Linked DNA regions of Zea mays: region 2 is linked to region 1. A link is a contact called in public Hi-C data. All regions are on one chromosome and are shown on one strand. Each heading gives the region's core, a stretch centred on a gene start, on an enhancer-like site or on the middle of the called end of the contact. The rest is flanking DNA. Distances are from core to core; before and after follow the strand shown.

What was found. A called contact is a pair of places that touch in the nucleus more often than the background predicts.
Region 2: a Hi-C map of endosperm shows a contact between it and region 1, with 4 times the contacts expected there. The contact joins the promoter of LOC100279267 here to the promoter of LOC541623 in region 1. A contact is called at or near these places in 9 of 25 Hi-C or Micro-C datasets (bundle sheath, ear, endosperm and 4 more).

What each region holds. Positions count from the first base shown.
Region 1 is chr3:147,412,316-147,419,577 of Zm-B73-REFERENCE-NAM-5.0, reverse strand. It overlaps LOC541623 (root cap protein 1), which reads left to right and starts at 5,612. Exons shown (of 2, transcript NM_001111378.2): 1 at 5,612-5,911; 2 at 6,004-6,918. The coding sequence starts at 5,650. The coding sequence ends at 6,770.
Region 2 is chr3:147,672,698-147,679,320 of Zm-B73-REFERENCE-NAM-5.0, reverse strand. It overlaps LOC100279267, which reads left to right and starts at 5,060. Exons shown (of 7, transcript NM_001360957.1): 1 at 5,060-5,416; 2 at 6,111-6,119; 3 at 6,206-6,623. The coding sequence starts at 5,191. TRNAL-UAG (transfer RNA leucine (anticodon UAG)) reads left to right here and starts at 4,583; the gene lies at 4,583-4,662. LOC100282432 reads left to right here. Exons shown (of 6, transcript NM_001155343.2): 6 at 1-625. The coding sequence ends at 141.

The DNA.
Region 1 (7,262 bases), core at 4,363-6,862:
AAGCCCAGTCCGAATAGTGCCAGGCCAGGCATGACCCGCTATAGCTCTGGGTCGGGCCGTGCTGGCCCACGTCCTCAAGTACTTGCTCAGGCCTGGCACAACCAGGCTAGAACGTGATGGGTCGGCCCGATGGCACGGCGGGTCCAAACGGACACAGGCTCGCACCAAAAAACAGCAGTGGCCATAGACCACAATGCACATATATAATACACAAATCACAGAGAAATCTTGGATTCGATGACAGGGTCGTCGTGCCAGAAAGTTTGGGGGCTGGGAGAACGACGCGGATGACGGGGAGGGAGGGGAAGACTACGACAGGCTCATGTCCTAGCACAGGAAGCTGCTCGCGCCCATGGTGCTCTCGTGGCCCTTGGGCATCCGCCTCACCATTATCGTAGTCCTGCTCGCGTCATCAACATCGTGTTCTTCATGTTCCTCGTCGAGAAGGTTCGGGGTTCTCTGGTCTTCATCCTGCTACCTAAATCTCATTCGCCGGTTCCACGGTTAGACCTTCAAGTTGTTTGTTTCCCAACAATTTTTGTTTTGACCCATGGTCCTGAAAATACCCTTTAGAGGTAGAAAGGACCTGAATATCGCCTAGAGGGGAGGGTGACTAGGCGAAACTAAAAACTTAAACTCTATAGAACTTTTCTTACTTTATTCTAAGAGTTGTATGCAGCGAAATCGAGACAAGTAGAGTAGATCATAACAGAATGATGTCATTATCCAAAAGACACTACCGGAATCCGGCTCTTTGCCGAGTGCGAGGCGCTTTGTAGAATGTTTTTTGCCGGGCACTCGACAAAAAAGTCTTTATCGAGTGCCGCTCTTGGTAAAGTCCTGCTCTCGGTAACGACCGCGTTTACCGAGAGCAGGACTCTCGGCAAAGAAATCTTTGTCGAGTGCCAAACACTCGAGAACGGCAGCGCTCGGCAAAGGGTCGTCAACCGCCGTCTAAAGCTGACGACCATTATCTTTGCCAAGAGCCGAGTTTTTGCACTAGGCAATGTCGAGTGCCCCCTGTCTGACACTCGATAGAGTAAGCTTTGCCGAGTACCATCCTTGGACACTCGGCAAAGTATATTTTTATTTTTTTATTTTGCCAACCAAATTTTTTGTGGTATGTTCCTAAACTATATAGACCTACATGTACCATTTTGGCACAATTATAAAAGTGTTTTCTATAACTATTAGATTTAGTTCGTTTATTTGAATTTCTTCGGAAAATTCACATTTGAACTGCAAGTCACTCGAAACATGGAAAACGTGCATGCAAAAATGATATGCATGTTATTTAGCACAAGTTACGACCGATTTGAGGAGCAGACTGGAATCTTCGAGCACCATGCTCACTAAACATGGTCGTGAACTCGCCATCCAGTTGTTTAAAAATTGTATAAAACACAAACAAAGTCAGAAATTCATGAAACTTGTCCACATGTCATGATATCATATGTAGAGGTTGTGATAAAAATTTGAGAATGTTTTGAGAAAGTTGTGAGGTAGTATGTGTAGAAACCTAAGTGAACTACATTGAAACTCTATGATTTCTACACATAGTGATATGGGCGGTACTGGATTGCCGACGGGGCAATTGAGTCGTCATCCACTCCTACTCTTTCTCAGGTGCGAGCAAGGAGCACGAGCTCGAGCCCAGCCATATGACCTCGACAGGACAGCTCATATCATCGCATACAACAACTCGAGGTTAGTGCTTTTGTAACTCGTCATTCCTTGAGTTATATACCTTCTCTTTGAGTTACTGTAACATTGGCTTGGAATATTACAGACCCAGCTAAAAACAGAGAGGAGGGAACATCAGGAGATAGAGGCGAGGATGGCAGAGATGTTCCAGTACATGCAAAGCCTTGGCGCCGCACAGGGTTTCGCTCCACCACCTCCATTGTTCCCTACAGTTGACCCTGCTCAGTTTCATACTCCTGTGAGTATCAAAATTCTAGTTAGATGTTGGTAATGCATCTGTTATAACACATGCAATCTCTTCTCTGTGCAGGGACAATCTAGGGCGACATCCAATAACCCTCATGGATCGCCCAACCCATTGTCGCACCAGTCCAGCCGCCCACCTCGATTAACTTGTTAGGGGCAATCTCTTCTCTGTGCAATCTCTTTCTTAGTGTTGTTCATACTTTTGTGAGATAACCTAATCTGAACTTGTTAGATGTTGTTAATGCTTTGTGAGATACTTGAGACTTATGTTCTTCAATGTTGGATACTTATGTTGGTAATGATGTGAGAACTTATTTGATTTATGGTGTTTGTGAGATATGTGATGTATATGTGATATCTGTGATGATTATGTGATATATGTGATATCTTTTGTTTGTTTGAATGGAATAGAAAAAACAAATTAAAAAGGTGTGTACTGGCCACTTTGCCGAGTGTAACACTCGACAAAGAGGTTCTTTGTCGAGTGTCAGTGTCATAGCACTCGACAGAGAGGGAACACCTGGGCACCGATAAAGCTTCTTTGTCGAGTGCTGTGACCCTGGCACTCGGCAAAGAAGCCAGCTTTGCCGAGTGTCTCCTAGCGCACTCGGCAAAAAAACTGACAAAGGACCTCGCTGGTGGCCCTTTGCCGAGTGTAGGCCGGTAGACACTCGACAAAGAGGTAATCTCTTTGTCGGGAGTATTAGGTGACACTCGACCAAGTTAATCTCTTTGCCGAGTATCACCTAGAACACTCGGCAAAGGCACCGTCTCCGTTACCAGTCGCCGTGACGGTGATTTTTCTTTGCGGGGTACCCGAGTGCCCGATAAAAAGTACTCAGCAAAGAAGTTGTTGCTGATGTACTGTTCGCCGAGCTCTCTTTGCAGAGTGTCACACTCGGCAAAGACTTTACCGAGTGCTTCAAGCACTCGGCAAAGCGCTCGGTTCCGGTAGTGAGAGAACCTACAAGTCACAAAAAACTTATACCAAATATAAGAATAGAAGTACAAATAGAAAAGTAAAGCAAGAGACATGGACACAATGACTTTTATCGTGGTTCGACCAACCTGAAATGCGTACCTACATCCACGTTGGAACTAGCCTTAGTTCAACCAACTAACTTCAAGCCATGTACATTGAATCCCACTTAGACAAAATCCATCCTTTAATATCACTTGTGGTATCCATAACCCATATCTAACTCAACATATATGGAATATCACACTTAAACACTTGTGTTGAATCTTGCTGACTTTGCTGACTTTTCATTAAGTTCTTGTTCAACACTCATAGCCTTGTTAGTCTTTTAAAAATATAGTCATCCAAACACCAAAAGCCACAAGGGACTTTCAGGTCTGCGAGTGTGGCCAGTCGAAACACGTGCGCTTGGTGCTCCATTTCATCAGGTTTATTTCCTACTAGCAATAGAACAGATTTTGGTGAGCCACAGGATTCAAATTTATGCTATCAATTTACAGTGGGCGTCCAAGGTTCAGTTGCATGGATACCTCTTTCTGCCTCTGGAAAACAGCAACCGATTTGCCATTCAAGGAGCCATCAAATTTTGGTCCACCATTAATCGGTTATTGCTTTTCTTCACAATGTATGGAGGTCATTATCCAGAATGGCTAATCTGCTATGATGTGTGATAGAGCTAGAAATTTTCACCTATGTCAATTAAGGGAGTTGATGATGTGATATAGCTACAAAGTCCTACCATCCAGATCTTGGTTTAGCCTCGCGGGAGTATTATTTTGACCCTTTTGAAGGTTGGATAGTTTATTATGAGTTATTGTGTTGCCCAATGGACTTATCACTTATTCTCGCTAAAAATCTAAGATCTTTGGTCTCAAACTTGCACTAATCCACTTTGCAGCTATAACATCAAGCACATAGAAAATGCACACCCCTTCTAGAGAGTGCTATGTTGCATGATGGAAGTGATTCGACTCTGCATAAATGGAAGTCGGTTCCAGGTATTTGGAGGACGGTCTGCAAAAAAATATATGCTGACCTCGTAGTTGTGGTAGTTCCTTACCATGAACCATCAACCGAATGGACGTATACACAAGTACATATTTGACCTCAATGGCCATGCATAAATGTTATTAAGCAATGATGATATACATGTTTCATTGTCATCTAATCGTTGTACATTAACAACTTATCGAATAAGTTGTGTGTCGTTGCAACACACAAGCATTGTACTTGTATAGTTCATACATCACTTCTTGTGCGTCACATGAGGTGGGCACACCATTCGTAGTGCCATTCTCATGGATTCCATCTAGGGGCGGATACAAGCCTCGGGCCACTCGATAGATTAAATAGATTTGTCCGGGATGTGATCAGATCCTAGATTCGCCCCTGATTCTATCAACATGGTACCTAGTGGATATATGGTTGCAGGGAGAGAGAGAGAAAGAGGACGAGCAAATAGAGTGGCCAGAAAGGGAGGGAGGCAAAGGATTAGAGACAAAAATGGTGTTTTAACTGAACCAAAAATGTATATTTTATTAGGTATGGTGTCCTCTAACAAATTTGCCACAAACTGGCAATTAGATTTTCTTGTCGTCTGCTGGCAACACGACATCACTTTCGGCGTCACTTAGCAATTTTTTCTAGTGATGATAAGGTCTAGCAGGTGTTTGATATGGCTCCAAAATAAAACTCCAAAGAAGAGATGATCAAAGCTAGCCAAACAACCTAACTCTCCAAGGAATTTCAGGAATTGCAATATAATTTTTTTGTAGTGCATCTTTGCTGCTCCGAAATCTAGAAAACTGTAGAGCTACTCCATGCTAAAGCTGTAGAGCCGAGCCATCTTCAATTCTGATAAAAAAGCCCAAGACTAGCTAGCTCTCTAGCACAAGACAAGACAAAAAAAAAACACGCCTTCTTTCCTTTCGAGCTAGTAAACTTTTTTCCCACAAGAAATGGTCATTACTGAACCCCCTTTTGTGATTCATTATATTGGAATACCCAATACTAGAAGGGAAAAAAATTTAAAGGTGGTCACATTCCACATCCAAAGATAAAGTGAATATTAATTGTCATGTATGATCCTTTATCAATTTGCCTCGATCTCCATAGCGAAACAACTCACTTTTTTTGGTAAGTGAAACTTGTTTGTTGTTATTAATTTTCAACATAAAAAAAACTCACTTTTTTTTATATTCTTTGCTTGCTTCGAATTATATCAATTGTACGTGGTCGATACTCGATAGTATGATGCATGCTATCCGGCTAACTAACATGCATGCATGGGATGGGGATGGGAGAGCAAGTTGGGGTTGGACGCTTTCCTTGCTGCTCAAGGAGCAGCTAGCTAGCAGCTTGCTATAGAAAGTAGGCATTGCTTTTAATGCAATCGCACATCATCGATCTAATATTAATCTTGGCCGTGGCGTTGACCTTCTTGCATGATATGGTTGGTCCGGCGATGGATGGACATGCATGCATGCAACAGCTAGTACGTACGACGTACTACGTGCAGGTTGCTTACAAACAAGAGATCTGAATGGAAGAGCATGCATTTGCTGATCCGGGACTCAAGGGCCAATCCATCCATCCCCAGCCGGCCGCGATGTGTAAATGTCAACTGAAGATGCAGGCTAGGGACATGCATGCATTATATATATAAGCTACCTCCAGCTTTGGCTGCGATCAAGACACCAATTAAGCCAGAGCAGTCTACAATGGCTCACAGTCACAGAAGCAGTATGAGCTTCTGCTTGGTGTGCATCGTCGTCATGGCGGCGGCGGCGGCGTTGTTGCAACCCGCATCTTCTCAGCAGGCGGTGCCGGACATCCCGAACCTGAAGGTGGGCTCCAACGATCGCAGCACGACTCTCAAGTGCACCAACATCAAGAGCAACAAGACCACCTGCAGCGCCACCTGCAACGCACGCTGCCCTCACAAGTGCCTCATCCAGTGCCCAAGCTGCAAGACATTCTGCTGTACGTACGGATCGGAGTATTTCATTTCGTCCATCTTAACAATTAATTTGGTTCCTTTCCATCTTAATAATTTGATATATATGCACATGCAGTGTGCGACTTCTATCCCGGCGTGTCCTGCGGCGACCCACGCTTCACGGGCGCCGACGGCAACAACTTCTACTTCCACGGCAAGAAGGACCGGGACTTCTGCATCGTCTCCGACGCCGCCCTCCACATCAACGCGCACTTCATCGGCAAGCGCAACCCGGCCATGAGCCGCGACTTCACCTGGATCCAGGCGCTGGGCATCCGCTTCGCGCACCACCACCTCTACGTCGCCGCCCAGAGGACGCCCAGGTGGGACGCCGCCGCCGACCACCTGGCGCTGGCCCTCGACGACGAGGACGTCGACGTCGCGTCCCTGCTGCCGCGCTTCGTCGGCGCGCGCTGGTCCCCGCCCACGGCGCCGGCGCTGTCCGTCACCCGCACCGCGCGCGTCAACACCGTCGTCGTCGAGCTCAGGGGCGCCTTCCGCATCGTCGCCAGCGTAGTGCCCATCACCGCCGAGGACTCGCGGATCCACAACTACGGCGTCAGGGAGGACGACGGCGACACCCTCGCGCACCTCGACCTCGGCTTCAAGTTCTACGACCTCACCGACGACGTGCACGGCGTGCTGGGCCAGACCTACCGCCCGGACTACGTCAACAGCCTCAACGTCACATCCAACATGCCCGTCATGGGAGGCGCGCCGGACTACCTCTCCTCCGACCTCTTCTCCACCGACTGCGCCGTCGCACGCTTTGGCGGACGCCGACACCAGCAAGGCACCGCCGCTAATATTGCCATGCTCACCGACGACGACGACATGGAATGAATAACAAAGGACACGTCGTACGCGCGATCGACGACTTCACCGTACCATTCCATTACCATCTCGGAGGATATCGATCCATCCATCGTTGTGTGTCTTCTACACTAGCTAGTGAATGAAGAAGCAGCAATAAACCCATTGAAATTATATATTATATATTCAACAAATAAGGCTTATAAATACATATGCATGCATGTATACTCCTAATTAATTAATTAAATACTCCTGATTTTATTTTACAATGCATGGATGTTTAAGTAATCGATCGAGCTTCACTTGATAGTTCGTGGAATTAAGAAACTGAGCACAAGATAAAATGTAATCGAGTGCTTAACAATTTTGGGACTCTCATCATCACAACTCACAAGCAAAACAAAAATGGAAACAAACAATTTTAGTTTCTTGGTGGGCCTTGGCAGTGTGGAGTTGGGCCTGTGGCTCGTCTAACTCGATCCGGAGGCCCATCTCACGAAGTCACAACAAGAGAAAACAGTT
Region 2 (6,623 bases), core at 3,811-6,310, 260 kb before region 1:
GGAAGCCTTGCTATTCCAGCAATTCTGAGGCATGCTGGCTTAATCGAGACCGGGGCCATGTTCATCGAGTTCACGTCCTTCTTCATCCTTGTATGCACAGTGCTGTGCTTCCATAGGGCGACTCTGGATGAAGACTGGTAAATGCGCATTTCACCGACACCCTGAACCCTAGCGGTTCTTGGCTGCTTCTGTCCATGCTAAGAAATATTCCTGTTGGAAGCTAACATGGATCTGTACAAAGAAGCGTATTTCGAGCGTAGCCGTAGCTGATGTCTTATGTAGACACTTGTGAAGATTATGTGGTCATGTGGCAATGCAGATGTTATTACCTTCACTTTGACTTTGTCGTCACATGTTCTATGGTGAAGGAAGGAATCATCCGTGTAAACCATGGCCAGGGCACGCCCTACTTGGCTCCTAATTCTATCGCAGGCTTTGGGGTTAACCTATTATGAATGGAATAATAGGATCTTGATGACCGAAAGAAAAGGGAGAGCTAATTAGTCACATGGCTCGGCCGATGTATTTTTTTTTCATGTTTGCATTCATGAATCTGTCTAGGATATTACATATTGTGGTCTGAATCTTTATAAATCACTTGTTTTGCGGTCTGAATCTTTATAAATTTCTACCTGTGCTCCTGGTTCTATCTCTAGTTTCATGATCTTGTGAGAGGGACCTTAGTGTTGTTGTGCGACAATATTTTCTAGGTGGATATAAAACTCATCAAATCGTGAAAATTAGTTCAACCCTAACATCAGTTTATTTCCCGCTTCCCTTCGTTTTTCATGTTGAAGAAATCCGCGAGTCATCAGTTCGACATCATTTTGCCGTGCTATTTGGAAACCCATCAGCCATGGAATCGCAACCCGCTTCCATTCACTCATTTCCCTTTCCCACATGGAAGAAATTTGCGAGTCATCACACCGAGAGCATTTTCCCTTCCCTGACTCCAAGTCAAGATTAAACTCAGAATAACTCAATGAGTTTTACCCGATATAAAAGCGGGATAAGATGATTTCTTAACTCGCGGGTATGCTAATACACAAGAACCTGTACCCATCGGGTAGACGGGTACGAGTATAAGTGGGTACTACACATGCCTGTATACTCATGAGTAAAATATACCTGTGTCATATCACTATTTACCATGTAATTAAAGTTGTCTTAGCTAAAATAAAATACTTCTTCGCTTATTGTTTGTTTACCTATCAAGGATATAATCATCTGGTTTGTTGTATTTCAGGTGAACTTATTTTTATGTGTTTGTTTGACATTTTAAGTGATTGACACATTAGTATTTTAGACTTTTCTAGCGAGTACGAGTAACTCGTCGGGTAAAATTACCCGTGTGGGTACTAGTATGAGTAAGTTTCTATACTCGTGACCTTATATGGGTAATCCAACTGATAAGATTTTTTTTGACGGGCATAGGTATAGGATGATACTACCCGACGAATATATACTCGTTGCCATAACCAAACCTTTCTCTCCACCCGACCTTCCTCTCTGTCATCCTATCTCCTTGCTCATCCTCGCTCTCTCTGGTGTCCCCTCCCTGCTCAAACTCTCTATCCTTTGTGGTGGCTGTAAGCATCTGCCCTATCTAGTGTTTTGGTTTAACAAAAATAAATATAGACTAAAAGTTTCATTTGAGGACATGAGATTTAGGTTAATCCATGATAAAGATGGAGTGTATTAGATTACATGGAGTTATCACTAGTTTATATAAGGTGGATAGCTTAAGACAAAGGTATTTATAGGGTTTTAGATATAACCAGTCAAGAGGTGATTAGAAATCATATTAACCAGGTTAATATGATAGATAGTCGTGCTATCAAGATGTACTATCAAGATGGAACAAAGTATTTTACTTGGTCGATCTATAGTGTCTCATGGATCACTCAATTGAGACTTGCAATTTTCAAAGAAAAAGTGTGACAATAATGCTTCTTTGAAAGAGAGATGAATTGTGAGCTATGTATTGTCCGACTCATAGGGCATATTTCCCACTGGTCTAACTAGATGATGGCCAAAAATATAAGTTTCTGTCTTAAATAGAGTTGATTATGATAAACTCTCTGATTTTGATCGGTGGACAGTCCTCCGATCTATTGTAGTGGAATACATAAACTTAGAAGTTCCTATGTTAGAATTTTTCTTTGTTGGAAGACTGTTCGAGACCTTGGGTGGATTATTCGTCATACTTATTCTGGTGGTAGACTTAAACTTGAAAGTTTATATATGGAAATGTTGATTTGTTGGTGCACTATCCAGGCCCATGGATTGGATTATCTGGGCCACTTGGGGTGGATTGTCGGCCATACTTTATATAGTGGACGACAAAACTTGGAAGTTAGTGTGTTGGAAAGTTTCTTCGCTAGCAAACTATCCGGGACTAGAGATGGCATTGGGAAATTTTATGTCGGAAGTTAACTACCCATCCCCATCCTCGTCCCCATCAACTTCAATGGGGGAGAAATTTCCCCATCTCTGTCCCCGTTTGGGATTTTTTCCCGTGGGTCTCCTCCTCGGCTTAAAATAGCATGTATTGAGCCACTTGTCTTTAGACCATTGCATGACATCACATTATAAAATAGCAATTATAACATAATATATAAGTCCTAAACTGTTTACCCACATGACATGCACACACACTTTCTGGTCTTTACATAGAACATACCAAATCACCAAACACACATACACATGCACACATCAGTCACCACTCACTAGAAGCTTAGTATGGCAACAACAATAAGCTAATAACATATTACATAAGTTTATGTCCAGCAATAACATAACCAAATTGCCATATGATAGTACTTAAAAGGTCATAACATGCAACAATGAACCATACACGTCTCGCTAGACTCGATGGGGATGATTCTTTCCCTATTTAATCCCTCGTGGGGAGTACATTGCAATTATCCATGTCCCCTAATGGATGAATTCCCCGCGGGGAATCGGAGAACAGGGTCCATTGCCATCCCTATCTGGTACCCTAAGACAAATTGTCTGTTTCAGTTGGTAGATAATGTGTATGCTAATATTTGGCAAGTGGATTGTCCGAGCCTTTGACGCGGACTGTTAGCCGTGCATTCTCGAGAGGAGCCAAAAACTTGGAAGTTTTCTGTATGTGCTAATAATTGGTTGATAGACTGGTCGCGCTGGTGGCGTACTATTCGCTTGCATTGTTGGCTGACATGTATTTAATTGAAATTATAGACGTTGGATTTCAAATGTGAGTTGTTCGTGAGTTGTACTAGGATTGACCGTGAGTGCCTATAATTCTCGAAAAAAGTAATCTAACATCTACTTATGGGAAGTGGGGCTATAAATAGTGGGTGCTCGGGTGTGTGCATCCCGGCTTGAGCATTTGGATCACTTGTTGATCATTTTGAGCATTCATAGACTTCTTACTCACATTCACTTGGGGTTGATTTCTAGTGAGATCAAGAGAAATTTAGTATATTGCACCAGTTGTGTAGTTTTGAGGCTTTAGGGAGATCATCAAGCAAGGTTTTTGGTTTATTACTCTTGGAGGTTGTTGCTCATTAGACGATTTGGTAGTGATACACCGTGAAGCTATTCAAGAAGATTGTGAAGAGGCTCTAGTAAAGTTGTGAGAAGTTGTGCTTGCGTCGCTAGAGCGGTGAAAAACAACTCTAGCGGAATTAAGGCTAGAGATGTTATTTGATAGAAGACGACTCATAAACGAATTGGACTATTGGTAGATGAGTGACTAAAAGACAATGAATCCACCTTAAAATGGATTAAGGGTGACCAACAAGCCATCGATATCACGAACAATTCCTATCTCTCGTTGCGACGAATTATTCTCTATCTTAATTTAACGTTGTAACGGTTTTTTGTTCATTTACATTTACAAATCTTATGGTTTATTTTGTAGTCGTAAAACAATTTTAGCATATTCTAATTGCTAAATTGAGTCGCTCGATGCTTTTAAGTTAAAACCATCTATCCACCCATCTAGCTGATACATTGATCCTATAAAAAAATAGAGGTCACGACGGCTGTGTGCAGCCGAGATGCCGTGGCAATGCACTCCGAGATGTGGCAGCCTAGATGTGGTGGTGCAAGGCCGAAATGTGATATTGCAGGCGACATAGGTGAATCGAGACTGAGCAGTGTCATAGACAAGGGGGCTGGCGGGGCCCATGGCCCTCTAACAAAAAAAAATTGTTTTCTAGTTATATATATATGGCTAAAATAAATAAGTTAGCTAATAACAAATTAGTATTTATTATATACTTAGCACATATATGTATTAATTGTTATGACTAGTGACTATAGTATATATATATATATTCTATTATTTATAATTATAACTATAGTTATATATATGTGTTGGTCCTCTCTAAAGGAAAATCCTACACGTTGCAGTGGCAGCCAGGATCGTGAATCGTGATGCTACATGCTCTGGTGGCCATCGTCGACCAGTGGTACTCCAGGGTCCACACACGTCGGCAGCTTCTGTGTATGCTCCCGAAATGGTGGATTTGAAATGATCCATCGAACATTTATTTATTCATATAAAAAACAGTAAAACATATACATCAAAGACAGTTTGGCCGAGTGGTCTAAGGCGCCAGATTTAGGCTCTGGTCCGAAAGGGCGTGGGTTCAAATCCCACAGCTGTCAAATATTTTTGAATTTTTTTGGCTCATTCCCTTCTGATTATTTTTCACTGATTCTCTTCTGATGAAATATATACTTACACCAAGGTGTACTAATATTTTAATTTTAAGATAAAAGAACTTCCCCGTTGTGTATGGCATAACGGCGAATAGTCCATCCATCATCAGCTTGAGACGGAGACGACAAGAACGACGCTACCTCACCATCTTAATCTTATTAGCAGCAAATAGCAGATGCAGATCAATAAACCCTTACCAAGCCCAATGCAGGGAGCAGATTCTCTCTCTCTCTCTTTCTCACACACACACAACCCCAATGATCCATACACACATTTTCATTTTTGAGCTGATATGTTGCCACAAAGCGAGGTTCTGGATGCAAAGTGAGCAGCCACAGGCCACAGCAGGTCAGCAGCCAATTGGAAGTCACTGTCTTCCTCTGAATATTCTGAGACCCTCCTCTCAACACTTTGTCGAGTTAACAAAGTCACCTCATCCAATCTTGCATCCCCATCTCTGTCTTTGCTCCTCCATGGCCATGGCCATGGCCCGACCTTGTGCTTTCCTTCTCTTCTTCCTAGTTCTTTTCTCCTACGACGGATCCGGTCCTGGGAGCAGCAGGAGGACTAGGAGGAGTGGCGTCGCGCAGGCCACGCAGAGAGTCTTCCTGTATCCACAGGCTCCCAAGGTCTCCTCCATCGTGAGCAGCAAGTACAGGACCGCGTACCACTTCCAGCCTCCCAAGAACTGGATCAACGGTACTCATCTCTTCTCTTCTCTTCTCTTCTCTTCTCTTCTCTTCTGTTGACTTTCCGTATGCCTTGTAATCCGAGGTTCTTTTACTGGATCAAGGAAAAGGAAGTTCGTCTGATTTTTTTTTTGCCTAACTGGAGGGAGTTTGACCTCCCTTCTCTTTCTGAATAAAAATTACTGGCGAGGTTAATTTCCCTAGTTGCCTAGCTCTGTGTTCATGGTATACATGTGAAAGGGAAGGTAGGTAGGCTACACAATACTTGTGCTGCACAGAGCCAAATTTTCTGTTGGTTCTTGCCGAATGCTGCACAGAGCCAAGATACATATTAGTGAAGGCTCACATTCATGGCACTGCTTTTACATTTTAGTGAAGTCATAGCAATGTTTTACCTAAAGGGATCGATGCTATTCCCTTTTCGCACTACATTGGCATAGTCTGAAGTATTGTGTTAAAGTTTTCAGTTAGGCAATGCATTCAGGCCAACTGAAAATTTGTCTGGAAATGCACTTTGCCCCCGTTTGGTCTTATATATGCTGATTATATTTTCATTTCAAGTTCCTGATACCATCTGAAAAGCATGTTTTGGACTCAGGGTCTTTGCCCTATCAAGTTTCTGATATCATCTTTTATTCTTTTCCCGTCCTTGAAAAATCCAAATGAATCGGGGACCGTTTCAAACAACGACTCAAAAAAAAAAGATCCAAATGGTATGTTATGCATCTCAAATTAAACACCAACCGCTTGCTTCCATACATACCAAACTGCAGTAGAAGAAGCTCCTCTTGATTTTCAGGACCAATGTACTACAATGGTATCTACCACCAGTTCTACCAGTACAACCCAAACGGCTCGCTCTGGGGCAACATAGTCTGGGCGCACTCGGTCTCCACAGATCTCGTGAACTGGATCCGGCTCGCGCCGGCGATAGAGCGGACGACTCCGAGCGACATCAATGGCTGCTGGACAGGTTCAGCCACCATCCTAAAGAGCGGCCGGCCTGCCATCATATACACCGGCGCCGACACCGAGAAGCGTCAGGTCCAGAACGTGGCGTTCCCCAAGAACCTGTCCGATCCGTACCTGCGGGAGTGGGTGAAGCCACACGACAACCCGGTGATCCAGCCGGTCGGACGAGGGCTGAACCCAGGCCAGTTCAGAGACCCGACGACCGGCTGGATCGGCCCGGACGGGCTGTGGAGGATAGCCGTCGG